Linked DNA regions of Mus musculus: all the other regions are linked to region 7. The links are chromatin contacts, called in public ChIA-PET, HiChIP or PLAC-seq and promoter capture Hi-C maps. All regions are on one chromosome and are shown on one strand. Each heading gives the region's core, a stretch centred on a gene start, on an enhancer-like site or on the middle of the called end of the contact. The rest is flanking DNA. Distances are from core to core; before and after follow the strand shown.

Region 1 (3,746 bases), core at 1,087-3,586, 400 kb after region 7:
GGGAAAGGAAGAAGACAGAGCCGGAACTGGTGTGTCGTGCTCTGTTCATTTGTTTAATTCTCCACTCTGCCTCAGCTCTCTTTGCCCAGAGAAGCACGTTCGATTCTGCAGACGCCATCAGATGTGCAGTCTTTATTTCTTAATGTGAGATCCCATGTTTTCCATGTTTCTCCCACCGAACTTCACCCTGTATTTCCTCCCTAGATGACTACTGTGCTTGGTTTAAAGTCTGATTGTTAAAATGAAATATAAGCCAATTAGCTTTTTTTTTTTTTTTAGTTTTTCCCTGAAAGTCCTATGAAGCCTTTTTTGGACCCTAGAGGCTGCTTTGAGGCCTCATGAATTAGTATTTAGAAGGACAAGTTTTAGCATGTTTTTACTGGTGGATTACCATGGACAAGTGAGAGCACTGGCTGGCGCCATGTGACGAGGCCCTCTGGGAAGCCTTTTTGGTCACCAGAGTACCGCTTTGGGCTTCCACCTCCTCACGTGTCCGCAGAAACTGGAGCATTATCGTGATTCCGTCCAGCTGACATATCAAATAACGAAAGGTCTACTGACAGTAAACTTTACTTTTAAGCATCTAACGGCCAAGTTCTACTTGATTTTGGACATGGCAGAGACCTGGCCAAATGAGGATATAATTAGAACACCAAGCAACATCCTACACCTTCTTCATCTCCATCAGCACTTCCTTCCCCAGTGAAGGAAGTCACGGTTTCTTAGGGGATAAGCTGCTTTTAAGGAAGTAAGCTGCAATTCTGATAAGCATAAAAGCAAAGTATGCATGTCCCAAGAATAGCTATGTAAATAGAAGATATGATGCCAATATAAGTGAAGAGTAGGCTTTGATAAATAAATTTAGTTCCTCAGAAGTAGTAGTTGTTTGTTGTTATTATTATTATTATTATTTACTTTACTTGAATGGTGATGTTCCAGTGAACATTTTAAGTAATAACATTTTAAGATCTATATATTCTAGGTCTTATTTCTCCCTCATCATACATGCTGCTGACATCTCTAATCACAGCTGGTCGGTGGATGATGAACACGTCTAGTTATGAATCTGAAAACTGAGTACTGCCCCAGACTGCTTCATCATATTGCCCCTTTGATTAAAAGTTTCCCCAGAACTCTCAAAGATGTTCAGCAAAACATAATTTCGTAGAAACAAAGATCCAAATGAGTAACAAACATTTAAGAATAACTTAAACAGTAACTCAAGTTTCTGAGCCCTCAATGTCCTTGTTGGATGAGGCCAATAATCAAGGTATTATAACTGTGATGTCAACCAAGTAACGTGATATGTGCATAGAAGATGCCTGTGGGCTTGCTTCATATAAACAAGGCACCCTATTTCTTATGGAGGGATGCACATCTGTTATCACTCTTTGAACTTCTTAAAGAAAAGATACCTATATATGTCCTAGGTTACTCCTGGTGCTTTCGAGTCAGCAACCCTCCCGACCCCGTCTCTCTCTCTCTATCCAGCCCTTTTATATGAGTCTATTATAGGACCAGCACACAGTATGGCTGTGAATAGGCTTTGCTTTCTTCTGCCCTTAACCGGAATCCCTCTCTGGCCTCTGAGCATCCACCATTTTCTCTTCAATATAATGTCCACTTATGGACCATCTTGGCAGTAGTTGGACACAAGTCAAGACATGTATGATAGGCTCATATATCAGTACATCAAAAATAATTTATCATTTCTGGTTCCCTAAATCAGCACTCCGTTGCTTCTCAATCTACTTATAACCCTGGGAAAAGGAAACAAAACAAGAGTGAATGGGCTAGCAAGTCAGGGTCCATCTTTTATCAGACTTTGAAACCTCTTCATTGAGAGAAAAGAAATCTTTAAAAAAAAAAACCCAAACCAAAGATGGAAGGTTTTTTTTTTTTCTGAATTTAAATGGACAATTTTAAATATTCACATCTACAAATACAATTCTCATTTTAACTGCATTTGCTTTTAGAAATAAGGATAAGTTAAAAATTAAATGGCTCCACCCATGAACTTTGATGCATATCTTACAGAGAGGATTCATCAGAACTCAGTAGTGTGGTCCGTTAGTTAAAAAATGCAAACTGGCATGACGCAACTACACAACTTCAGTCATTCTGGAATAATCTCAGAAACAATAACAAAGAGAGTCCAAAGATTTGAAAAGGCCCTCAGCAGACTCCGCAGTGGCTTCTGTGTGCTGACAGCAGAGCTTGCTCTGTGGTTGCCAGTGTCTAACAGTAAACAGTCCTGCTGCACTTATTGGCAATTACTGCTGAAGGTCGCACATCAGCAGTGAGCTTAAATTCCAGGAAAAAAAGAAAGGGCTTATGTAACGGCTGCCTGAGGGTTGGCAGGTTCCCAACTCAGCAGTTTGCAGCAATGTAAGAAAGTAGGACGCCTCCACCGGGTCGGACGTCATGAGCGCGCCCCCTGAAGGTGAAAACTAGCAATTCCTAAGCGGCTGTCTGCACCCCTACCCCCACTCCCACCCTTCACATCCTGAATATTACAGACATTTTTGTCTGTGGCATCACTAGCTTGTAGGGGAGAGAAGTTTAGGTCACAATAAATAAAATCAGGCTACAGCTACTCTGGGTGACAAGGATATCTGTTGTGTTGTTTTGTTTTTTTTTTTCAATACAGGAAAGCAAAGTTGCAGTTGCCTGCTGTCACCAGGGTGACAGTAATTCAGTGAGGATGTCATATTAAGTGAAGAGGAATGGGCATGTCTGTTGAACTACAGCACACACTTTTAAAACACACAACTTAGTATCAAGGACAAAAATGAGGAAACCTAGATGGCCCACCCCATCATCCACTACTGCTGCCTAAACCCCAAGTATGTTCTTAAAAGGCATGGCACTTCCTAGTTTAGAAAAGTAGGTCCTGCCTTGAGGTTCCCCACTGCATTCTTGCCTGACCTCTGAAGTGACTACTTGCCCTTCTGACATATCGAGAAAGCCCCAGATAACATTTCCCCACAATTCCATGTATTTCTATCATGCTGCATGACAGGCTGGGGTAACTTTTCCATTAATTTGTATGGTCTCTAGCAGAGTCTCCAGCACGGCAGATACTATGTTTTTGGAGGCACATTGTATCAAACCCTTAACATAGTACCTGGAACCTAACAGATGCTTCCAGTGATAGAAATCAGGATCTTTAACATCAGCTGATGTCCATTTATGGCCAGTGAGGGAGCTTTCTGTATCTTGATCTTTATCTGCGGCTCCCTCTGTATAGTTACCCCTGGCAACTGTCAGAACCATAGGATACCAATACTCTGTGGCCCTGGCCCTTCTGATAACTGACTGGCCTTTGTCATCAGTCCAAGATTTTGGGGGGATGTATAGTCCCAAGCACACAAATGTAGCAATCCATGAAGCTTCACACACACAGTGCAGGTAGTTTTTCTATCCCCACCCCACCCTCACCCCCGCATCCACCCCTAGTTTGTTTCTCCTATCTCCAGTGAACAAGATCAAGTCGGGGTAAAGATAGAGACTGCCTCTCTTGCCAAGAAGCAAACACAAACACCGACACCCTCCTGTTCCTGGTGTCAATTAAAATTTTATTCTAGAGGGCAGCTGGGAAGAGCCTGTACATGCATGCTCTTTATGAGAAGTTTGTGCCTCTACCCTTACTTTAGCGTCTTGCCCAAAGTCCTGATGTTCATGCAGGAGGTCTTTCCCTCTCTCCCAAGTTGTTTGCAGCCATCTATTCCCCGAGATACTCAACT
Region 2 (3,720 bases), core at 99-2,598, 500 kb after region 7:
GAAACAGTGGGCAGGCAAACGGCACAGTCACGCAACACCGAGATGCGGGGAGGCCATGCTGCCCTAAAAAGCAAGCCAGTGTCACACGAAAACAGCAGGGACAGGTTTCACAAATATTATTTTACTTTGAGTGAAAGGTCACAAGGCAGTGATAACAAAATGAGTCTGTTGACACAGAGTGGCCCCATTTATATGAAATTCCTGACAATATCAAAACAGTGGTCACCTCTGTTGGGGAGTGGGATGCTGGTGCTTGGAGAGATCAGATGCGTTTTAGGGAAAGAGTAATTTTCGGTATATTCAAGCATGGGAATGAAATGAGTAGGTAAAATTTAATCAGTGATACATTTAACGTCTGTACATATATATGTGTACATAGATGGACGTATATATACATACATGTATTTAAAAAGACCTCAAACAATGAATTTCTTTTTATGGTTCCATGAAAAGGAAGATCTTGCTGATAAGGAAAAGGAAGAAGAAAAACAAAATTTCCCTTCAAGAAAAAGGTCAAAAGTGTCTGATTTCTATCACTAGAAAAATATGCTTTGTTTGGTCAGGGTTCAGGGTTGGGAGTGGGAAGGGGAGGGGAAAGCGAGAGAGATGACATCACCAACTTCCCCTATGGCTTCAGTCTTCTGTGTCACCAACACAGACTCACTCAGGCAATGCAGTTTTTCAGGCCTGATCCCTTTTGGCCCAGGGGGCCTGCAACAGAGCACAGGACGGCTTTCCTGGGTTGCCGATTCTACCCCAACAGCTGGAATTGGAAGCAACTTGAAAATGTCCTCTCAAACCAAATAACACAATGTCTGGAAATGACATCACGTTAATCAAGTCCATGAAGCAAGGTGCTGGCTCGTCACTGCTGAAGGTCGGCGCTGCACGTCCGACCGTTCTCCAGTCTCCAGGTTTTACTCTTTGTTCAATAGAAAGTCTTAAAAACCACCTTTGAAATTTATTTTCAAGCTTACACTTTTTAACCAAACCCAAAGAATTCACTTGGTTCAAGGAGGTTTTGGCTTGTTTGTTTGTTTTGTTTTGAAGCTGTAATTCAACATAAAGGGAATGAGAGAAGGTTGTGGGGGGAAAAAAAGGAATGCTGGATGGATCTATCCAATAAAAAGAATCTAACACATGGACACATGGAGAGTCGGGGGTAGAGCGAGAAAAGTCACATTTGTGACACAAACAACACTGTAGGCTTTGGGGTGAAAACTCTTGCTATATTGAACTCATTTCACCTCTCAGAGTCAAAAGCAAAGAGATCTCACTGCACCAGGCCTGGTGTTTCAAAACCTGCAGCCTTAGCCACGCCAGCTTATAGCCACCAAAGGGCTTTGGAAGGCTTAAGGCAGCCTGGCATGAAAGGAGTTACATAAGTTACCAGGCTGGTCCTTCCCAGAGTCTCCTGGAAAAGTACACTTTTTTTTCACTACACAAAAGGAAAGTAGGCTGTTTCTGCCCCACGATGTGATGTGCCTTTCACTTAAAGTCAGTAAAACCTGGTTGCAGGCACCATGGGAAGCCTGAAGAGTGTCTGCATCACGGGGACACGGGGACACAAAAGCAAGCCGAGATGCGAAAGCCATCTAGCGAAGCCCTCGGCGGAGCTTGGCAGGTACAGGCCGCTGGCAGGGAAGGAAGATCACTGTGTACACAAAGAAAGAAGCCAGAGGAGTCAGTTGCTCGGGAGCCAGGCCCGTAGCCCCACAGATGATTTCCTCATCTGTGCAGTGGGTACGGACTGGAAATAGAAAAGGAACCAACAGCCGAGCAGAGCTGCCGCAGACGGCTTTGCCTCAGTTCTCCACAGGAAGAGAACAAGGATGCCTGCCCATGTATACTTTGCTATCCCTTTCTTTCCTGCTTGCTACTTAGAGAGACGATGAGAACCTAACCTGGACCACCCCAGGACTGTGCTCCACCCAGCACTCCGAGACAGCTCCTGTCAGGTGGGTGTGGGGCCATGCCCTCACCATTCAGAAAAGATCATTTTTAATCAGCACTCAAACTCATCAGCCTCACTGAGATATTTAAAGACAAACAGATCACTGGACTTTGTTCATTATCTATTTCGTCATTCTTTCTTCCCATCTCACTGTTTTCTTCTCCCAAGCAACCCCTTCCTAATTTCGTGTCACGTGGACAGATAGATTGAAATACGGATCCTACACATAAAGAAAACATGATTTTGCTTATCGCACCAACCTGCAGATAGACCCACCCCTTTTCCTGCGACGTACTGCACTCTCACTAGTATGTGCACCGCTCTTTCTCTATCTGTTCATCTAGGGTTGAGCCTCTATGCTGGTTCCGTATCTGATCCACTGTAACCAGCACATCACAATCCATGTCCCCAAGCATCTTGGTGGCGTGCTGGCTTAGATCCCTTTAGGTATGCACCCAGGAGTGGAAGAGCTGAATCACCGGGTAGTCCTATTTTTAGCTCTTGAAGGAACCTCTAGACTGATTTCCATAGCGATTGCTGCAGAAGTTACATTCCCACCAGTTGTAAATAAGGGCTCCTTTCCCCCACATCCTCACCAACATTTGTCATTTGCTTTCTTGATCGACATTCTGACCAGGGTGAGGTGGAATCCAAATCTAGTTTAAATGTAGTTTTCCCTTCTGGCTATGAAGGTTGAACTTTTTGATGTACAGCTGTTAACTCTTCATGTCTTCCTTCGATGCCTGTTCAATTCATTTGCCCATTTATTGACTGAATGATGATTTTTCAAGGACTTAAACTTTTTACTTTGTTATATATTCTAGGTATTGATCTCCAACTGTACGTGTCACGTGCATAGCTCGCAAAGATTTTCTCGCAGCCTGTACGCTCGTCTCTTGACTCTATCACTTCTTCTACTGTGCCAAAGCTGTCTAATTCCATGCAATCCCATTTGTCAATACTTGGGATAATCTCCCGAACTACTGGAGTCACTTCGAGAAATGTCTTGCCTCTACTTATAACTTCAAGTGTTCCCCTCTGACGGTTTTAGAGTTTCTGATGTTATATTAAGGTTGTTGGTTCATTTTGAACTGAAGGGTGAGAGACAGGGACCTAGTTTCATTTTCCTACATGTAGATATGCAGTTTGCACAGTACCACATTTGATATTTGCACGTATTTATACCTACCCTCAGTGAACCTAACCCTAACTCTATGCCTAGCTAAACAGAAACTATTACATTGGGGCTCACTTTACAGACATCCAGTGTCTGCCCTGAAGATGAAAACTGTTTTCTTACTTTCTTTCATGACCTATGCTTCATGTGCTTACACATTATTTTTAGCCTAGCAAACACAGCCCACTACTAAAGCACTTTTCAAAAATTCAAAATATCTGCCAAGAAGAATGACTGTCAAAATTCTCCTACCACAAAGGTTTAGTACAGTCCTGCCTCAGATGTTGGGGCCTAATCACAAAGTCTCAAGAAGATGCTACAAATGATTCTAACATACAAATGGTGTGCTTTGAAGAACAGAGTTGCTCAATGCTATATGTATTTTGGGCACCATTAATAATCCCTTAGAGGTGAGGACTGCTTTGTACTAAAGGACGCTGCCAGGCTTTAGAGATGGTTATCTCCCAAAGAATCACAATGTAGAATCTTGGCTCCTAGTGCAAAGGTTGTGGTGAGGTCATGGGGCTTATGATAGTTAATCCTTACTGTCAAGTGGATTCAGAATCACCATGGAAACACGCCCCTGGAT
Region 3 (3,665 bases), core at 609-3,108, 370 kb after region 7:
TTAATTCTGGGAATGTGAAAGCTCAAAGTCCCGCTAAATGGGGAAGTGTCCCACCTTGGGGGCGGCTGAAGGGAGGTGTGGAGCTGGCACTTAGCAGGCTTTTGCTTCTAACTCTGGGACAGGTTCAGCCTGGCTGGGGATCTTTAATCTGCCCAGTTAACTGTTAACCAATAGGGCCTCAGAGACACAGCTGCCTGCATCATTAACTTGGGAGCAGGAAGGGCCATCCTTTGTGGGCCCTCCACCTTAGAAGCTGGCTGTCTCCCCAGGCTCCACAGCTACAAACTCCAGGCTCGACAGTCTGTGGGGTCATGTTGCAAGAACATTAATAAAGCCACATTTCTCAAACACCAGCTGCTGAGGGTGACTCCACCACACCTTCCTTCAATTACAGTCCCTCCCCCCCCCCCCACACACACATTTTAAAGTCTTGGATTTTTGGAACAGTTGCGGAAGAATACACATGGCTTACAGAACCACAGGCTTGAGTGTCTGAACCACGCTGATGAAGCAAGCTCAAAATGCAAGCGTAGGGTACTGGTAAAACGCGGAGGGCTACTTTTCCAAGGGATCTTAGTGGACCTTGAGAAATCTAAGTGTGGGCAGGCTCTGAAGTGGCAAGTGGCGCTAAGATATAGAGCGGCGGTCAGCTGTGAACACCAAGAACGTTCTCAGAACTGAGGGCTCCAGATTTGTGTCTGAGGTGACTGAATTGCTTCATATTCAGGATCAAGCTGCTGCCTAGCCCAGTAAAAACCACTGTAGGTAGGGCTTGCCCAGCACAAGCGCAGCAGTAGAGCACTTGCCCTGGGTTCTACATCCAACACCAGGGAGAAAGAGAAAAAAGTCTCAACCACGAAGTTCACTCTCTTGGAAGGTTTCCAAAGGGAAAGTCCCTCAAGTTACTCAGAGGGAAAAAAAAATTACCTACTCAGTCTGGAATCTGGGATGTTTTATGCAGATGTCTGCCGCTCTAGTTAATGAAGGGAAGTCAGCCGGCCTTTGATTATTCAAACAGCTACCTCCAGTAAGGATTGCACAACTCGTAAGCAATGAAGGGGTGGGCTTGACTTTTTAAATTTTTTTTTAACTTTAAAAATCTTAAGCCTGTTTTGCTGGAACTGTCCCCCCCCCCACCCCCACCCCCAACCCACCCCCACCCCCCCCCGCTGGAGTTTTTCATCTCAACTTATTCTTTTGTACTTGTTAAAAGCTTCCGCTCTGCTGAGAGTGTGGACACAAAGTCAGCACAGAAACCTGGGTGGCTTCCCTCAGAAGCCGAGGTGCAGGGAGCAGGGAGCTCTCCCTGGCAGCCACAGGGCTCTCAGCCCTTCCTTCCTTCCTTGCTATGTATCAGAGTCAGGGAGGGAGGGTGTGTGTGTGTGTGTACACGAGCTCTCACACACATGCACTGTTCTCGAGACAGATGGAGGATCAAACCCAGTTTCACCCGTGCCAAGTACACACTGTCCCACTTAGCTAATTCCCTAGCACATGACTTTTTCTATTTTTTTTAAAATGTGTGTTAATCCAACCTGTAACTTTCAGGTAACAGGGGTCATCATTGTGGGACAAACTTCCCTTGTTTTCCTTTTATAAAGTGTGACTCTATTTCATAATAATATGGCTAGAGGGGACAGATGTCATTCAGTTTAGGGCAAGAGCAGAGACCAGGATGTAGGGAAACACAAACAACCGCTCTCCTCCGGGGCAAACTGCTGTGCTAGGAGCAACGGAATCCACCTGGTTCCGGAGCAATCTAGCAGGAGACAGAAAGCTTCCATCCCGCCACAGGGAGGCTAAGCCCGGGCAATGGAGGGAGTGGTTACGAAAAATCACGGGAAAATAGACAGGGGAGGGTGGGAAAGGAGCACCTTAGGAAAAACTCTTCTGAGGCCCTGGGGCTACACAATGGGGGTGTTTGTGGAAGGGAGGGAAAATATTCCTGTTTCCTGAGGCAGCTCCAAGAAATCACGAGTGGGCGTGAGAAACAAGGAAGCGCATGGATTAAAAAGAAAGAAAAGAAAAGAAGGGGGTGGGGAGTCAGGGAAGGAGAGAGCAGGATCCTTGAGAAACAGGGGAATTAAAAAACACCATGGCAACAATGCGGCCCACCTACTACCCCTGGCCGCCCACCCACAGCCTGATTCTTTACTGACGCATTTTGAGAACAAGCTGGTTCCTACCAGCTCAGGAAGGTGAGCAAACCCAGAGCTCATTAAATCCCAGCTCTGCGACTCTTGCCTGCCTGCAGATAGTGAGCAAGGAGGACATAAATAGAAGTTATGTAACAGCGCTTTGTTGATTCCTGTGCTCACCAAAAACATGCGGCATGACCTGGTTTTTCTTTAAAGTTCGCCTTGGCCTGCAGGTTGCCGACTCTAAGGCAGTGAGGAACCATCTTAATGTTTAAACAGCAGGATACAGACTTCCGAGTTAAAAGGAACTCAGGCCAAAGCTAGGAATCCTTGGGGCAAGTTATCTCTGGATATTTAAAAAAAACAAACAAACAAACAAACAAAAAAAAAACCAAGAATAACAACAACAACAAAAAACCAACAAACAACACAATAGTAACAAAAACGGGTGAAAAATCTTGAGATTTCCTCTTAGGACCTTTCCTGATGAAAACTGAAAAACTTGAGGGTAAACGCCCACAGCAGAGCCTCAGGAGAGTGGCTCCTGTGGGTTTTACAGGGAGATGACAGAATGAACAAAGAAATAGAATAGAAAAGAAAGCAAGCATGAGTGCCCCTCGGTATGGTGGAGGAGGAGGTTTATTGTAGATAAAAAGGAGAGAGAGCCCAGAGTTAGAGTATGCAGGCACATCTGGGAGAGTCCAGAGTAGATGTGACTAGACGGAGAGGCACTATTTGAGGAAGGGGGGAGGGGGAAGAGAGGAGATCCATGTGCATCATCCACAAGACCCAAACAGACACCAAGAGCAGGCAACCAAAAAGGCCCAGCCCCTGGACTGGAGAAATTTAAGCTAGGGGGTGGGGTGTGCCAGCCAAGAGGGCCCTGTAACAGGTAAGGATTGAGGGACAGGACAGGCCCGCTTTGACATGTTACATAGCCACCCCAACCATTCGTCCCAGGTTTGAAACCCAACATCTAGTAGCAGAGATCAAGATTTCCAGCTAAGGGCTGGGTTCTAACTACCTTTCAGACACAGGCAGCTGTCTCTCTTTTCCTTAACAGGCAGGACAGTAAGAATCCAGGAGGCTACAAAGGCCTCCCACAAACAAGATGACACCAACAAGCTTTGCTCTGCCAAACCAACAGGCCCTAAAGCCTGGCCTGTTTTGGCCAGGCCCTCCAGTGGCTGAGTCCTGCCTGGGCTCAGTCATAGTCTCTCCTAGGCTTCCTTCTAAGGAGCTGTGCTTACAGGATGCGCCCCTGAGCCAGAAGACTTCTTACTTAACCTGTTGATGCTGTCAGACTGTTTCAAACACTGTTACCATGGAAACTTCCCTAGTGGATTGTTCTTCAAGACAACAGTACAGGTGCTGGTCCCAGGAAGCTTTTCTTGAATCTTAGGATGTACGGTGTAGACTACGGAGACTTTTAAACCCATAATGTAAGGGTTTCAACTCAAATGTTTTCAAAGATCAGACCGGTAGGCATCAGTCAAATGAAGGGTAGGATGTGATGTCCCTAGAGCA
Region 4 (3,441 bases), core at 817-3,316, 420 kb after region 7:
TGACAATGTGCACTAATAACGGCGATGCTGAGAGTGGAGGAAGAAGGTGAGACTTACAGAGGAGCCCTACTGTATCTGTTTTGTAACTTTCCCACGAGTCTGAAAGTATTACTAAGTATAAGTTAAGGAACCTAAGGTGAACACTTCTGGTTTCTGTGTAGGGAACCCTCCCCAAACCAATGGAACCATTTCCTATCTTCACGGATGCTTCAAAACACTGGAAACAGAGGGAGTGTTCCCCACTGCCTGTATCTAACGTTGAAAAGAGCTGGAACGCTTTGAAGGATGGGCTAGAGAGCAACCATTTTTCTCTTAATGGGAACATATAAGGCACACGAAAAGAATCAGTAGCTAGCCAATAATATCCTAACAGTTTATTAAGTGGGAGACCCTGGGAGAAATGTACAATATAAAAAAGCAGGGGACATGGTTCACGCTTATCTGTTAGAAAGTCTGTGCCCTGACTGACCTATCTAAAACCGAAAGGGATACACAGGATTTTAGGTACACTTTGACTCAGGAGGCCATTCCCAAGAGGCACGATTGGGTCTGGGAAGGGACTAGGCTGCCTCTTCTCCAGATATCACACAAGCATCGGCTCTCTCCTCTATTTTTGTTTCCTCGAATTTCCCGGGACTGATGCGGGGCCTCGTGTAGACTAGGTGAGCTCTCTACCGCTGAGCTGGCTTCCCGCTGTCTCCATGTCACTCCTGCTGAGACTACTGAGCCTTGTAGCTTCTCTGACCAAGTGTCAAGCTGCCCATGAAGCCAACAGCTTCCTTAAATCAAAACCAATTAACTTGTGGGTTAAGGACTTACACAGACATTTTGGCCTGAACAGCGTATTTCATCTTTATGAATTGCTGTCGAGTCTGAAGAAAGCATAGGGCCATCCAGGCATTCTCTCAGCCTAATCGCTCCCAACACACACACACACACACACACATCAACACCCACACGCAGGCACACTCATGTAATACCTGTCAGCTGAGACTGTAACAGAACAGGAATAAGGCAGGGCCTAAAAAAACCAAGGCAAGGAGTCCTCACAAATACAGCCTCTGCTTGCCCTAAGTTATAACATGGAGGAGATGTTCATCTTCTGGTCACTATGAAAGCTCTCTTTCCCATAAATCCTATCCTTTCCCAAGGACATCGTTTCTGAGAAGTGTGCTTGTTGCTTGCCAGGATCTGGGGCTCTAGTTCAGTCACAAGACTTCTCATCTGAGTGGGAAAGCTTATTCCTGTGAAGAGAACTCATGGAAGGTATAGAGAGGAAGAGGTCAGAAGACTGATTTAAGGAGATGTAGACGTAAAAGAGGAAAAGTGCTCAGGCAAGGGAAGGCTAGACAAAGGCTGGATAACGGGCAGTTGCAGGATAGTAACAATATATAGAGATTTACCAACTAGTTCAAACCTAGTAGAAGAAAGAAATCTGGTTTCTATGGCAACAGGAAGCCAATTCCCCTGACAATGCTGTACCCCAAAACATGTACAGTGATAGTACCACTTAAACTTTTTTCCTTTGGAAAGAGCTGAGGTGTAGTTCAGGGCTAGAGTGCTTGCCTAATATGGGATAGGCCAAGGTTCAATAACTAGCATTGCAGAACGCAAGGATGGGGAGGGATAAACAAGTGCCTTTTAGACTGGCCTTGAGATAAGAGTCTTGGGGGTTGGGAAGCAAAGAGGGAAAAGAGAAGCAGCCACTTCATAGAGAGATGCAAACAGTGCACCACTTGCGGGAAAGGGTGCTCTTTGGGATCTTAGGGGTGCTTCACAGGAAGAAAATTTCCACGTAGCAAAATGCATCTGCTGGAGTAAACAAACTCGTGCTATGAATGAGGGACTTCCCAGGGTCTTGATAGTCTTGATGGATAGTCACTTGCCAAGAGCCGTCTGGCTTTGATCTACGGAATCTTGTTTTTCAAGGATTTACTGTTTCTCACTGTGCTGGCTTGGCAAAGACAGAGGCCAAGGAGTCAAGAGCTCGGCTCTGGGTCTGGCTTTGCAGCTTCCTTCCTTGGGAGAGCTGCGGCTCGGCTCGGTAAACAGCAGGCCACTCATTTTCATCCCGCCACATCCAGACGGATTGGCTGCCTTACCTACGTCAGAGAGCACCCGGATGCAGCTCTCCACCGAGGCTTTTTGGCTCGGCATCAGCCAGTTGCAGTGGTAAACTCGGAACACGCCTTGCAGGAGTTGCACAAAGACAGGCTGGCGGGTCTATAAGAGAGAGAGGCGAGGTGAAGAAGGCTGCAGAACACAGATGGCCTGGCTAGAAACAGAGGCTGTCTGGAACCCTCCACATCTTAGTGGGAGGATTCCAGAAGGGTCAAGGACTGGATTCCAGAATGTGTCTGCTTTGGTGTAGATGTTGACTATCCCCTAAAGAGCTATGTATTAAAGGGACTGGTCTTCAGACTGGTACCATAGGAAGGAGGTGGGACCTAGGAAGAGGTCCTTCGGGCATCCAAAGGACAGGGGGTGGGACATTGCCCTCCTCCTTGCTATTGTTGCTTTCTTTTTATGATTGGTTGAACATGTCTACCCCATCAGACACTCCTGCCATGATATGCTGCCTCACCGCAAAGCTTTGGGGAAAAAAAAATTAATCTTTTTTTGTTTGTAACTAAATTAGTCTGTTTTTTTTTCATCATATCAACAGAAAGCTGAAGAACACAGTGCCTAGATGGTGAGAGAAGCTCAGGAGCATTTTAAAGCAATAAAATAGTATCACCGACTTCATGTTACTTATTTTAGATGCATTTTAAACTTGATATTATCTAATGAATTCTGATCACCAGAGTGAGCAGGGAAATCAAACGCTCCAAAGCAGTAAAGCCACGCAACTACGAACCAGATGAATTAACCCAGGTCAGCGATTTCACCCTGGTGTGAGTGGCCCCCAGCATGTTAGATGTACCACAGTCACTTAGACCAAACTCTCCTTGAAGCACCATGTCCCAAGAAAAGCTCTGACCTCATGATTCTGCTGCTGCTGCAGCGTCCCAACAGCTGCACTACAGGTGCAAACCACCATCCTGAGCTAGCATCTGTATGTCCAATACTTTGTTTGCTTATTTAATTTACTTATTGTTTAACTGTATGCATTCATGTGTGTCATGGGGAGTCAGTTCTGTCCTTCTAGCATGGGAGTTCCAGGGATCAAACACAGGCCTACTAGGCATGCTAGCAAGTGCCTTTATACTTGAGCCATTTCACTGGCCCTAGACACTATATATTTTTTTTTTTTTTTTTTGGCTTTTTCAAGACAGGGTTTCTCTATAGCCCTGGCTGTCCTGTAGACACTATATTTTTAATTCACAAAAATGGAATGCCAGATGGATGTCAGCAGGGACGTCACCTCTATCCTTATTTATGACAGTCTCTTTGATGGTACAAAGACAACCCAGCTGTAATGGGTAGTGACAATAAATATCC
Region 5 (3,270 bases), core at 111-2,610, 300 kb after region 7:
AACCGCTATCCAATCAGCCCTGCTGTTGCCAGTGTACTCTAGCCGCTGTTCAGGTCACCTGGGGAAACACATTCTCCTTAGCCACTGCTGGGTCCTAGGTGACCCCAATGTTTGGCTTACCGCACCAGGACAAGTATTTTACATATCAAAGCAGATCTGGCCTTCAGGTTCTCCCAGCATCCTTCAGTCCTAATTTGGCACACCCAGCTGGCAACCTTGAATTTTCCAGCTGAGCTGCCTTTCCCCCAGAGGTTCTTCCTATATAATCCAGATATTTTGTTCTCGTGTTCTCTCTCTCTCTCTCTCTCTCTCTCTCTCTCTCTCTCTCTCTCTCTCTCTCTCTCTCTCTCCTTCTCCCTCTCCCTCTCTCCCTCCCTCTCCCTCCCTCCCCCTCCCCCTCTTGGGGCCGGTGAACTCACCTGAGAGCAGCTTCCCCATAACCCTGCGTACATGATCTAATCTGGTTTGAAATGGCTCATTTCATCGGCAGGATAGAAATAACCTGTCTATCACATGCTACCATGGAGGAGAGGCACTCAGAATAGCCCAGGATATTCTATCCAGTCACCCTACTGTCTATGAAGTTCACTCAGAAACACTTCTGGGGGGGGGGTATCTAAGATTATGAGGTGGAATTTCAAGATACATAAGTGAATCTGTGTTTAGTTAGGAAAAGAAATTCATCATTCATTTTTTAAACAAAACACCTTTCCTTTTAATGTTTTTTTTTTTTTTTTTTTTTTTTTTTTTGTGCTTCTAACATTCAAGAATTCAGTCTTCTCCCTTGAATACAGCAGAAAAAAGGGCAACTGTATCTTTCTGGGAATCATATATTTTGTCTCTTACCTCTAATGTCCCCACTTATGTAGTATTTACATCCTCCTGGGCAGAAAATTCATAGTGAATTCCTACCCAATAGTATCACCTTAACCTTACACAAGCACAAATCCTCAGTTTGGTGGGCACAGAACAAAGCCACTGGTGTAGAAATTATATAAAAGGGCATGCATATAACTGTGGAAACACATATGGAGATCCAGATTAACAAAACTCCTTAGGCTACTACCATGACTGGAGTTCCTATGAGAAAAGGCAGCCCTATCTATCTATCTATCTATCTATCTATCTATCTATCTATCTATCTATCTATCTATCTATCTATTTCTATGCTGCCAGGGGCTATATGAGGTCACAGCAGTCATAGCTTGCCTATGACAAAGATGACATCATTTCTATATATTAAGCTGCATATGTATTATAGGGGGCAGGGAACAGAAGAAAGCAAGTTTCTCCAGACTTCTGAGTCACAGCACTACTTACCATTGGGGTTGCAACCGAAGGTCAGGTCTACTAGTGAACCGAGAGTAACCCCACAACTCTAAGACCATTTCTCTGAATTGACAGAAACACCACTGATACTAGAGAAAGGGGAAGATACTGTTTTGTTTTGTTTTTTTTCCACATAGGAAGCTATTAAAATCAAGATGGCTTGGTGACCGGTGACCATTAGCTGGCAGCCAAGGTACCTCCCACAGGGATGGGACTACAAGGAAGCTCCCTTTGGCTCTTCTGTCACCATGTGGCCTTCCGTCTGCTGGCTGCTGTGCTTAGGCTTGCCCACCAGCTGTTGCCCTCCACACCCTCCTGCCACACTCTGGGTCTTATCTGTCTAGTCCCAGATGGGTGTGTGAGGTAGCATGAACCTGAATTTGTATAAGTCCCAGATGGTCAATGGGTTACCGATGTCCTATGACTTGCTGGGGATTACATGCCTATGAAAGAGCAGAGCTGGCACTCAGACCAGGATCTTCTGTCCCCACACCCTGTCTTTGGGTAGGAATGGGCTCTGTGGGAAAATCAACTGATGAAACAAGACAAGGGATGACCAAAAGGAGAGAGATGAGGATGCAGGTCATGTTGTACTTAAGTGAAATTTAACTTGTGGGCAAATGGCTGGGAATTTCTCAACTACAAGATAGTTTCCTTTGTTTCCCCCTAGGGATAGCAGAAAAGCACAACTGTCCTCGATGGAGAGGAAGAACCTTGTTACCTTGACTGTGGGCCATTTCTTGACTGAACTAGGGAAGGTGATACGGCTAACCTATTGAGCCTGTCCTCAAACTCCTGCAATCTTGTCTCCACATCCTGAGGGCTTGCATTACAGGTCTGAGCCACCACATACCTGGCTGTCACGTTTTTTTATACAGGTTGGCCATTACCATAAAGGACATATGCCTTTGGGATGTGAATGCAGGCAAAGGGGTCTTATGCTCAGAACTTAGGCAACTCCCCATCATCCCCATCCATGGCCAGTAGGCTCTCTTCCTAAACCACCAGTCAGACGCTAGCTTTGGGAGTGGAGGCCCATATTCTAGGCCTGATGCCTCTGCCTGAAAGGTGCTGTCCAGAAAGCTCTTTTACCTTCTGAGTAGCCACCGGAGGCTTCCCACTTGGTCTCCTGCATGGCCTGCAGCAGTGACTGAACAGATGCAGACGCTCCGGAATCTTAACTGACAGACTAAGGAGAGCATCAGGCGAATGCTGTCCTTCCTCAGGGTCGCATGCCACTAAAGAGCCTTTGTCAAAGACATGAAGTGTCTAGGAGGGGTGAGCACTGCTGGCCTTTAGCTTCCATCCCTGATGGCTGTCCCCTTTCTGTCCTTTACCTGCAGTGACAGCAGTCTCCAAGGCTTGTCTTGCCACACAGCCTAGTTTCCTGCCCAGAATCAGTGAGTAGGAGAGGTTTGGGAGGTCTCTTCCTGACAGTAACAGCTGCCACATAGCATGAGCTCATGGTTGTTACAACACAGGCATGTGACCTACAGCAGTGCAGCTGAGTGTGCCTAGGAGCCTGACAGCCCTGAGTGGTGAGGCTGAACCACACTCAGGTCCTCTACTGCTATGGCTAAGTTTCTGTCAGGGATTCATGTGGCACCAAGTTGAATCACCACTAAAAAGATCACAGGCAAAAGGCTCTGCCTTTTGGCCAGTGGCTCTAATACTCTTCTGTGCCTCTTGTATAGCACAAAACATCCCGCTCTCCAGCACTGCTGACATTCAGAGTTAAGAACCCTTTAATGCTCTAGATTTTCATGCTTTCTGACAAGACATCTTAGCCAATCAAACATGGTACAGACAGGAAGCAGAATGAATGCTCAGGTTCTCAGAGCATTGAATGCAGAGGACTCTGATCAGGCTGTGTGGCAGGCAAGGCGTCACTCTGCTCTTAATCCCAGTCAAGTGACTGCTCACAAGACTTCAGTAAGTCTC
Region 6 (3,366 bases), core at 846-3,345, 280 kb after region 7:
TATGGGATTGAGTACAGGAGCCATGTTGGTTTTAGACAAAAAGCCACGTGTCTCTCGTAGGCTTACCTTATGGTGGAAAATTTTAAACTGACTGGAAAATTGACTTACGTTACCCAATTTATGTAGTAAAGTGTAAGTTATGAAACTACCCATTGAGATGGAATTTAATCCTGACCCAGTTCTCTGAGCTGGGTGAGAATTAGTCCCATTTACCAAAGCACAGTCAATAGGCGTCAAAAGAGCAGCCGGAGCCAGCCATGCTTCAGGAAGGACCACATTTTCTCTATTTGGATGGAAGAATGAGCCTAGTACAAGACAAACATCATAAATGCTCTGTGATAGGAGCCTGATCACCGGGGAGTGGGACCAACAAATCCAATGATTAGTGATCCTTCCTTTCATGGGGAAAATGCCAAGTTAAAGGTGCCCACACTAAACAGAGCATTCTGGACCGTGTCATGCCAAGTGCCTTTGACATCCTGGTGCCACTCAGTCACTGAGGAGAATTCTGTATGAAGTTCCCTCTGTTATTTGTTTGACTGATTTCTCTTGAGATATAAACAATTGTTTATTTTCTAAAATCAGGTTAGCATTTCCTGATTTAATCTGGCAACCAAATGAGTTTTTAGCTATAGTTTTACTCAGTCCCAATGGGGAGAAAAGTCTAACACTGGAATCGTTCTCAAGCCACAAGGAAATGACAAATGAAAGCCACCAGCCAGTCACTGCATAGGATTCTGCATCGTTTATTAAATATTTTTAGGTATGCATTTACAAACTTGACTTGCTTCGGAACTCTGCATACGGTTCAGTTTTTAAACTTTTGTGCAGAGACGGTCTAGTAAAGCGAGACCCAGGTACAAAACAAGGCGACAGAGAGAAAACACTTCCTGTGATACTTTGCACCCATCCAGAAAAGAAATCATGTGACAAAGAAATAAAACCCAAACGTGGCTCTTTCAGAAGAACGCCATTGTCAGTGTTCAGCTACGTACCCTAGGGGCAGCTATGCATCCTAAGGGGACAGCTCCTACTTTGTCGTATATGAATGTATATATGTATATACGCATAATAACTTCTTACCTACTGCATCATGGTTCAGAGGAAGAAAATCTAGAAACCATCAGCTAACTCATTTGACTATAACGTGACATCAAAATTCACCCGGGAGATGACACTGACTGGTCAGCAATATGCTGTTATTCCAAACGTCATGTAAAAAGTTCCCTTTAAAAAATTAATTCATCAACTCCTTTCAAGCTAAAGTGTGAGCCTCTAACATGGCTCTCTTAAAGAAACACTTTAAATGATTAATTTTGAAGCTTAAAATTATCCTTGAAACTAAAGTTGCTTTTCTCAAAATGAATGCTGTTTGAATGGTTCACAGACCTGGAGTTATCACTAGGATACAGGGGCACTAATGCCATTAGCAACGAGAAACAGCATCACCATAGGATAATTACAAGGTACAAAATTGCCCAGGGGCCAGAAACTCGCTATTAATATAATTTTGGCAGCAGCAGCAGCATTTGATATTTAACCATTTATTACACGAGTATCAACAAATCAGCTTCAAAGATGTGTACTCCCTTAGGACACTCAGGAGTTACAAAGTTATGGTGATTGCATAATTTGTATTGCACAGTTTTATAAAAAACATAAATACTGGCTATTCTAGTTTTAAATACAAAATACATGTCATATACTTTTAAATCTATAATCTGGTTCAAGTGCAAATCAGGTACTTTCTGTAGTCCTTCCAAAAAAGGCATTTTTAATATTTTTGGCAGGAGTGACAAGTCACCATGCCAACAGAGCTAATTACAATACGAAAGTCCAAACCTCTGAGAATAGCAATCATATACATACAATACAAAACTGAGTATTTACAAATGTACTAAGCGCACATGTACCCTTAGTGGGCAAATCAGAACCAATGAGCCGTACCCACCCTGACAGTGATATACAGAGGGCTGAGCAGAGTCCCTCTGCCTCATTTGCCTAGGCCGGCTGCTGTGGGTTGACATTCATGTGAGGAGGATGTCCTAGAAGGCCGATTCTTTGTTTCTGCTTCCTCTGTTCTGTCATCTGGAAAGTTAAAAAGTTTCATCATTACACTCAGACACTTCCTGTGCGTCAGGTCACACACTGAACCATAGGTTTACCTCTGTGGTTATGGGTTATACTGAAACCCACTTTCTACAAATAGTGTACTGTCACACACACACACACATACACACACACACACACACACACCCCTTCCACAAGGGCATCTTCCTCCGCAGATGGGGAATTCTGTGGCCTCATCATGCAGGGTGACATTCAGTTTTAGTATATGTGCTGCCGAAGCGAGCACAGCAGGGTGACATTCACAAGTACTGCTTGCTGCTTGTTTCATAGAGAAACAAAAGACAGGTGAAGCATAGCTTCTAGATCAGTTCCAAACGCCATTTCCAAGTGATGTCAAGACTCATTGGAAAATGGCAGCTCGCTATGATTATGTTATGTTATGTCACATTATCTGCAAAAAGCAGTGTTTTTAGAATCCCTGGGTCTGAGACTTTGTGCCCACACTCTTCAAGGGGTCTTGGGTTTCCTCTGCTCAGTGATTCTGCGAGGTTAGAAAAAAAGTTACCTGCTTCTTCTAGGAAAGATGACAGACAGGTCCTCACCCCTGCAAGGTGCAGGGTAACTAAACGGCTATATAAACAGTGCTCTGGCCACCAGTGCTGTGAACAGGGACTTGATTTTGGGTCACATGAGGTGAGAACATTTCTCAGTGTGGGTTCCCATGAAGAAAGTACACTCTCAGCCCAGAGCAAGAGGTTGGTTTTCTTCTGGCTGCTGGGCTGAGTTCTCACTTTGGGTCTCTAGCTCTCTCCTGGGTATTTTACGACTCAGTTCTCTGCAATAGACTTTTCTCAGCATTCTCAGGACTACTTCTGAACTTGAGGCTCATAAGTTAACTAAGATAAGAGACTATATGAATACATTAGATGAAGTTATGTGCCAATAGCATAAGGTTTAGGGTAGAACAGTAAAAACCTAAAGACTTTAAACTCAGACAGCCATTTAAGTCAATGTAAAATGTTATTTAACTTCTGTCACTTTGTGCATTAGTCCAAGTAATGAATGTAATTTCCGTCTGGAGGGTAGAAAGCTGAGGACCTATCGAAATGAGATGGGACGTATGAAAATGGGAGAGCCCAGAGTCAAAGCCAGGGTGCCTGGGTTTCAGTTCCTGCCTGCACTGATTGCTGGTTCATACCTAGCTCAGTTACTCTGGCTCAGGTTTAAAGTGGTTATATTTTGCTTTCTCAGAGCAGAGCACTTTACTGTTTAAACCAAGAGATACTATTTTTATGC
Region 7 (3,677 bases), core at 582-3,081:
GGCTGACGTATACATATACATAGTGCATCAGTCTGCTACAACTATGAAAAGACCCAGGCCCTCTGTGTGAGATGCTCCCTCTTAAAGCTCATCGGGCTGCAAATTCAGACACAAATCTACAGATAACCAACCCACTTTTTATAGCTCTTCCTGCACTTTTAGAGTACTAGCTAGCTGTGTGGGGGAGTCACGGAGTGCGAGTAGAGGTCAGAGGACAACTGCAGGAGTCTCTTCGGTTCTTTCTCCTTCTTCCATGTGGGTCCTGGGGAATCAAACTCCCGTCTGAGCACAGTGCCAAGGGCCCTTACTGGCTGAGTCATCTCATCAGCCCTTAGCTTTCCTTTTTGAAACTAAGAATCCTTCCTGGCTTCCATAAGGTAAAGGGAAATGCACATGCCAGATGTCCAAGGGTGTCCATGTAGAATGCCAAGACAACAAACAACCTAATAACTCCACTCCCATCTAAGGAGAGGGAAACACGACAGTCACCAACCAGCCTGACTTGGTCTGTGGCAACGCACACCCTTCAGGGAGGAGGAACTTGGCTGGGTGTCCTGCTGTCTTGGACTTTGAAGTCCACTCGAGTAACCCCGGAACTCCACCTTCCCATACGTGGCTAGTGGGCTGCGAGGACTAGTTGACCTTCTGACAGCACCATCACCCCACTGGTGTTTACGATGGTACCAAGCAATGACGGTGTCAGTCAACTCTGCGCCTAAGAAATCATCCTTCAAGTATCCAGATCGCCAATCTGGGCCAGGCAACTACCATTCCTGCCAATAAGCTCCCCTCAGTCTAGGCTGCGGCCCCTGGAAAGGAGAAACACTTAACGCCTCATCCCAATCCGGGCGTCCAACTCACTAGATGGCCCCTTTCTAGGAACCCGCTCCTTAACCTTATTAAAGCTTTGGGTGTGGCATTCTGATCAGGAGTGGGGAGGCTTCGTTTTGAAGCGGAGTTTTCCAAAGGAAACCTATATAACCAGCACTTAGATATGTGTCTATCTGGAGCAAGGGATACTGTGATTGTCCCTTCCGGTCTCTGGGACTCAGTTTCCCCATTTGCAACAGAAAATGACAAGGACAGCTGTCCTGAAGTTTGGAGGGTCAGGGAGAATCAAGGGGATGGCAGTCCACTGGGGTAAGGAGAGGAGGAACCTCGGACTACTGCGGACCTTAAAGACCCTGGTGTGTTCTCAGGGACCCGGAGGGGCGGAAGGCAGCGCGCGGGCTACTCACGGGTCTCCGCGGTCAGGCCCCCGGCCGCGGCAGTAGATGGGGTTGAGCTCGTCCTGCGGAAAGGCGTGCGCCATGTAGTTGTCATAGCCGAAGACGAACATGCCCCGCGCCAGGTCGCGCATCTGGGCACGCAGCTGCGGCGGGAAGGCGCCGCTGTAGCGCCGCTCGTACTCGTCCGGGCCGCAGCCACCGCCGCCCAGGGCATAGCCCCAGTGCGCCGGGCCGCACACGCCCGGTCCCGGCGTCGGTCCCGGCTCTGGCGGGGTCTCAAGCCGCCCCTCCGTTCCGCGCCTTGGCCGATGAAGCCAGGCCGGGCCTCCGGGCGGACCAACTGGCCCCGAGCCGTCGGGGTCCCTCAAGCGCTGGAAGCCGAAGCTGAGCGGAAACCGCTGGTAGAAGCCCATGCTGGGCCCCAGCCCGAAGACCAACCAGAGCACCGCGTGGAGGCCGAGGCGCAGCAGCACCAGCCCCAGGACAAGCGCTCGCCATTGCATGGTCGCGCGTCCGCCGCGGGCATTATTTTGAAGCGCCGGGCGCGTCCCCAGCCGACCGCCTCCCCGCGCGTCCGCCGGGAGCCCGCTCACTTCCCCTTTAAGGAACTCCCTCGTGACGCACCAGGAACTGGTCCATTGTCCCCCGCCCCGCGGACGGGACCGGCCCGCCTGGCCCCGCGTTCGCCCGCCGGCCGCCGGGGATTGGCCTCCACCGGCCCGGCCTCGAGGGGCGCGGCCGGGGACTCCCTCCGGCTCTATAGGCCGCCCGGACTGCAAGGCCCCGCCCTGCCACTGGGCCACGCCCCCTGGGCGGTTCCGAGTCTGGTCTAGCTGGCGTGGCGAGCCTAGGTCGCTCTGGCTTTTGGGGAAAGAACTTCCAGCCAATAGGAGCGCGGCACGGGAGCTCCGGGAGCCGGACACAGACATGGCCTCTGACCCGCCCTAGCCCGGGTAAATGGTGTCCCTGAACAGAAGATGGATGGGAGAAAGCCCGTCCAGGTATGGAGTAGTAGGTGTGAGAAAGGTAAGGGCCAGGGCCTTTAGGCAAAGGAAGTACTTACGAATATCTAGGAAAGGTTTTTAACTTGGTGGGAGTGGGACTCCCTGGTCCAGACCGCACGAAATGTCCAGATTTTTTGTTTTGTTATTGGAACGCCTTAACTTGGAAAAAAAAAATTCATAATACTTCTAAAATACTCCAAGATCACATCCAATCCCAACAAGGCGGGAGGGGGAACTAACACCAGATCATTTTCATCAGAACCATTTAAACATCTTTTCCTGACAGTCCTATCATCTCATCGCAGTGCTAGGCAGAGGCGACCTTGGAAATGTAGGGCAGATTGGGGGTTTAATCCCATCCAAGTGCTAATTCCTATAATTAAGGTTACTGATTTCGTTTTTTAAGGGCTGTGGCTTTCAACACTTGGAGCGCCTGTAAAAGTTTTGCCTTTCCTAAGATTATACCCTGTGTCTATCAAACTTGCAAAACATAAAAATAAAAAAGTAAAAAAAAAAAAAAAAAATAGGGGAAGTAACGAAATCAGTAATGCCTGTCACCAACCTGAAGGCAATGACAGGGAGGACTTAGGTAAATCCTGGACCATTCTCCTTCCATTTTGGGGTCAGAATTGTCCCTGCAATGTGATAGGGTACAACAGAGCAGCCAGCAACAATTTAAGTTCTTTGGGTTGGGAGAGCTTATTTTGTGAGATACAAAGGCCTGAGCAGTATACAAAAAAAAAGGGGGGAGGGGGAAGAAGTTACTGGACTGGATAAACTTGTATAAGACCAACTGATTCCAGTCCTTGACACGGAACTACTAGTTTCTGCCTCCCTGAAGCTAACACAAACTGAAAATGGACATTAAAGCTATGCTTTGTTTCCTCCATAAGCTACTTCTGTGCAAATTTTAGCTGAAATGTAGCTTGCACTCTGGTCAGCTGTCAGCCACTGATGACAGCAACTGTTCTCACATTACAGAAAAGCCCTAATTTTAAAAGACGAGTCTAATAACCATAGAAAACCAGCTAGTTTATGAAAAATGCTTTTCATGGCACAACTGACAATAAGTGCCAATAGAACAGGTTTTCAGAACGCTAGCATGTATTCCTATTTTATCTTCATTAAAAAAAAAAAACTAAAGATGAAGTATCTGTGACTGTCCCTTTAGACTAGGATTTCTCAGATTGAATGTAGCTGATGAAATTGAGACAACTCTATCTAATCAGAATATTCAGCCTTAAATATAAAAACAAATTCTAAGACAGGATCTCACTATGTAGCCCCAGTTTGTCTCCAACCTGTAATCCTCCTGCCTCCGCTCCAAATGAGATATTATGGGAAGGTTTGTGATAGGTTTTTCCAAATACATATACATTCTCACAAGAGTACCTCAGGACTAGCATGAAAAAGTCACTTCCGTTTTAGGTACAGCTTTACCGTG

Evidence for each region. Promoter capture Hi-C pulls out the DNA fragments that hold promoters and counts their contacts. ChIA-PET counts read pairs in DNA pulled down with a chosen protein or histone mark. HiChIP or PLAC-seq counts read pairs in DNA pulled down with a chosen protein or histone mark.
Region 1: a promoter capture Hi-C map of liver shows a contact between it and region 7. The contact joins the enhancer-like site here to the promoter of Edem1 in region 7. A contact is called at or near these places in 6 of 39 promoter capture datasets (the 3T3-L1 cell line, the C10 cell line, HPC-7-derived erythroid cells and 2 more), 5 of 484 Hi-C or Micro-C datasets (the N1E-115 cell line, cardiomyocytes, differentiating embryonic stem cells and 2 more), 1 of 115 datasets of contacts at active chromatin or transcription factors (pancreatic cancer cells) and 4 of 9 other capture datasets (adipose tissue, embryonic stem cells, liver and 1 more).
Region 2: a promoter capture Hi-C map of the HPC-7 cell line shows a contact between it and region 7. The contact joins the enhancer-like site here to the promoter of Edem1 in region 7. A contact is called at or near these places in 5 of 39 promoter capture datasets (the C10 cell line, the HPC-7 cell line, liver and 2 more), 2 of 115 datasets of contacts at active chromatin or transcription factors (bone marrow-derived macrophages and effector CD8 T cells) and 1 of 9 other capture datasets (adipose tissue).
Region 3: a contact with region 7 is called in a promoter capture Hi-C map of liver. The contact joins the enhancer-like site here to the promoter of Edem1 in region 7. A contact is called at or near these places in 2 of 39 promoter capture datasets (embryonic stem cells and liver), 3 of 484 Hi-C or Micro-C datasets (all in embryonic stem cells), 3 of 115 datasets of contacts at active chromatin or transcription factors (embryonic stem cells, memory CD8 T cells and pancreatic cancer cells) and 1 of 9 other capture datasets (liver).
Region 4: a contact with region 7 is called in a promoter capture Hi-C map of embryonic stem cells. The contact joins the enhancer-like site here to the promoter of Edem1 in region 7. A contact is called at or near these places in 9 of 39 promoter capture datasets (the 3T3-L1 cell line, the C10 cell line, HPC-7-derived erythroid cells and 5 more), 8 of 484 Hi-C or Micro-C datasets (3T3-L1-derived adipocytes, the N1E-115 cell line, Sertoli cells and 5 more), 3 of 115 datasets of contacts at active chromatin or transcription factors (bone marrow-derived dendritic cells, embryonic stem cells and large pre-B cells) and 3 of 9 other capture datasets (adipose tissue, liver and macrophages).
Region 5: a contact with region 7 is called in an H3K4me3 HiChIP or PLAC-seq map of bone marrow-derived macrophages, with 3 times the contacts expected there. The contact joins the enhancer-like site here to the promoter of Edem1 in region 7. A contact is called at or near these places in 3 of 39 promoter capture datasets (the C10 cell line, liver and pre-B cells), 5 of 484 Hi-C or Micro-C datasets (CD4 T cells, the G1E-ER4 cell line, embryonic stem cells and 2 more) and 3 of 115 datasets of contacts at active chromatin or transcription factors (bone marrow-derived macrophages, effector CD8 T cells and pancreatic cancer cells).
Region 6: a contact with region 7 is called in an RNA polymerase II ChIA-PET map of effector CD8 T cells, with 16 read pairs. The contact joins the enhancer-like site here to the promoter of Edem1 in region 7. A contact is called at or near these places in 8 of 484 Hi-C or Micro-C datasets (B cells, CD4 T cells, the N1E-115 cell line and 3 more), 5 of 115 datasets of contacts at active chromatin or transcription factors (CD8 T cells, bone marrow-derived macrophages, effector CD8 T cells and 2 more) and 1 of 9 other capture datasets (macrophages).

Annotation. Positions count from the first base shown.
Region 1 is chr6:108,425,576-108,429,321 of GRCm38.p6, reverse strand. All of the region lies in intron 40 of Itpr1 (inositol 1,4,5-trisphosphate receptor 1), which reads right to left. Among named protein-coding and RNA genes, the nearest start is that of Gm35165, 45 kb to the left of the region's middle. Within about 2 kb of position 2,336, at least 158 of the 459 cell types and tissues checked have an H3K27ac peak or open chromatin away from gene starts, as enhancers often do. A contact at or near this core is called in the N1E-115 cell line, adipose tissue, liver and 1 more, where this site is marked.
Region 2 is chr6:108,324,724-108,328,443 of GRCm38.p6, reverse strand. All of the region lies in intron 4 of Itpr1 (inositol 1,4,5-trisphosphate receptor 1), which reads right to left. Among named protein-coding and RNA genes, the nearest start is that of Itpr1, 110 kb to the right of the region's middle. Within about 2 kb of position 1,348, at least 83 of the 459 cell types and tissues checked have an H3K27ac peak or open chromatin away from gene starts, as enhancers often do. A contact at or near this core is called in the HPC-7 cell line, adipose tissue, bone marrow-derived macrophages and 1 more, where this site is marked.
Region 3 is chr6:108,454,939-108,458,603 of GRCm38.p6, reverse strand. The region is part of intron 44 of Itpr1 (inositol 1,4,5-trisphosphate receptor 1); the gene reads right to left. All of the region lies in intron 3 of Gm35165 (a long non-coding RNA gene), which reads left to right. Among named protein-coding and RNA genes, the nearest start is that of Gm35165, 16 kb to the left of the region's middle. Within about 2 kb of position 1,858, at least 206 of the 459 cell types and tissues checked have an H3K27ac peak or open chromatin away from gene starts, as enhancers often do. A contact at or near this core is called in embryonic stem cells, liver and pancreatic cancer cells, where this site is marked.
Region 4 is chr6:108,409,591-108,413,031 of GRCm38.p6, reverse strand. Itpr1 (inositol 1,4,5-trisphosphate receptor 1) reads right to left here. Exons shown (of 62, transcript NM_010585.5): 36 at 2,103-2,223. Among named protein-coding and RNA genes, the nearest start is that of Gm35165, 61 kb to the left of the region's middle. Within about 2 kb of position 2,066, at least 17 of the 459 cell types and tissues checked have an H3K27ac peak or open chromatin away from gene starts, as enhancers often do. A contact at or near this core is called in embryonic stem cells, where this site is marked.
Region 5 is chr6:108,527,726-108,530,995 of GRCm38.p6, reverse strand. The region is part of intron 60 of Itpr1 (inositol 1,4,5-trisphosphate receptor 1); the gene reads right to left. Gm44040 (a long non-coding RNA gene) reads left to right here. Exons shown (of 2, transcript XR_003956493.1): 1 at 1-1,833; 2 at 2,000-3,270. Among named protein-coding and RNA genes, the nearest start is that of Gm44040, 6.4 kb to the left of the region's middle. Within about 2 kb of position 1,360, at least 79 of the 459 cell types and tissues checked have an H3K27ac peak or open chromatin away from gene starts, as enhancers often do. A contact at or near this core is called in bone marrow-derived macrophages, where this site is marked.
Region 6 is chr6:108,548,475-108,551,840 of GRCm38.p6, reverse strand. It overlaps Itpr1 (inositol 1,4,5-trisphosphate receptor 1), which reads right to left. Exons shown (of 62, transcript NM_010585.5): 62 at 725-2,088. The coding sequence ends at 2,002. Among named protein-coding and RNA genes, the nearest start is that of Gm44040, 14 kb to the right of the region's middle. Within about 2 kb of position 2,095, at least 81 of the 459 cell types and tissues checked have an H3K27ac peak or open chromatin away from gene starts, as enhancers often do. A contact at or near this core is called in B cells, CD8 T cells, Th1 cells and 3 more, where this site is marked.
Region 7 is chr6:108,826,795-108,830,471 of GRCm38.p6, reverse strand. Edem1 (ER degradation enhancer, mannosidase alpha-like 1) reads right to left here and starts at 1,831. Exons shown (of 12, transcript NM_138677.2): 1 at 1,239-1,831. The coding sequence starts at 1,732. It overlaps Gm35417 (a long non-coding RNA gene), which reads left to right and starts at 2,196. Exons shown (of 2, transcript XR_377956.4): 1 at 2,196-2,255.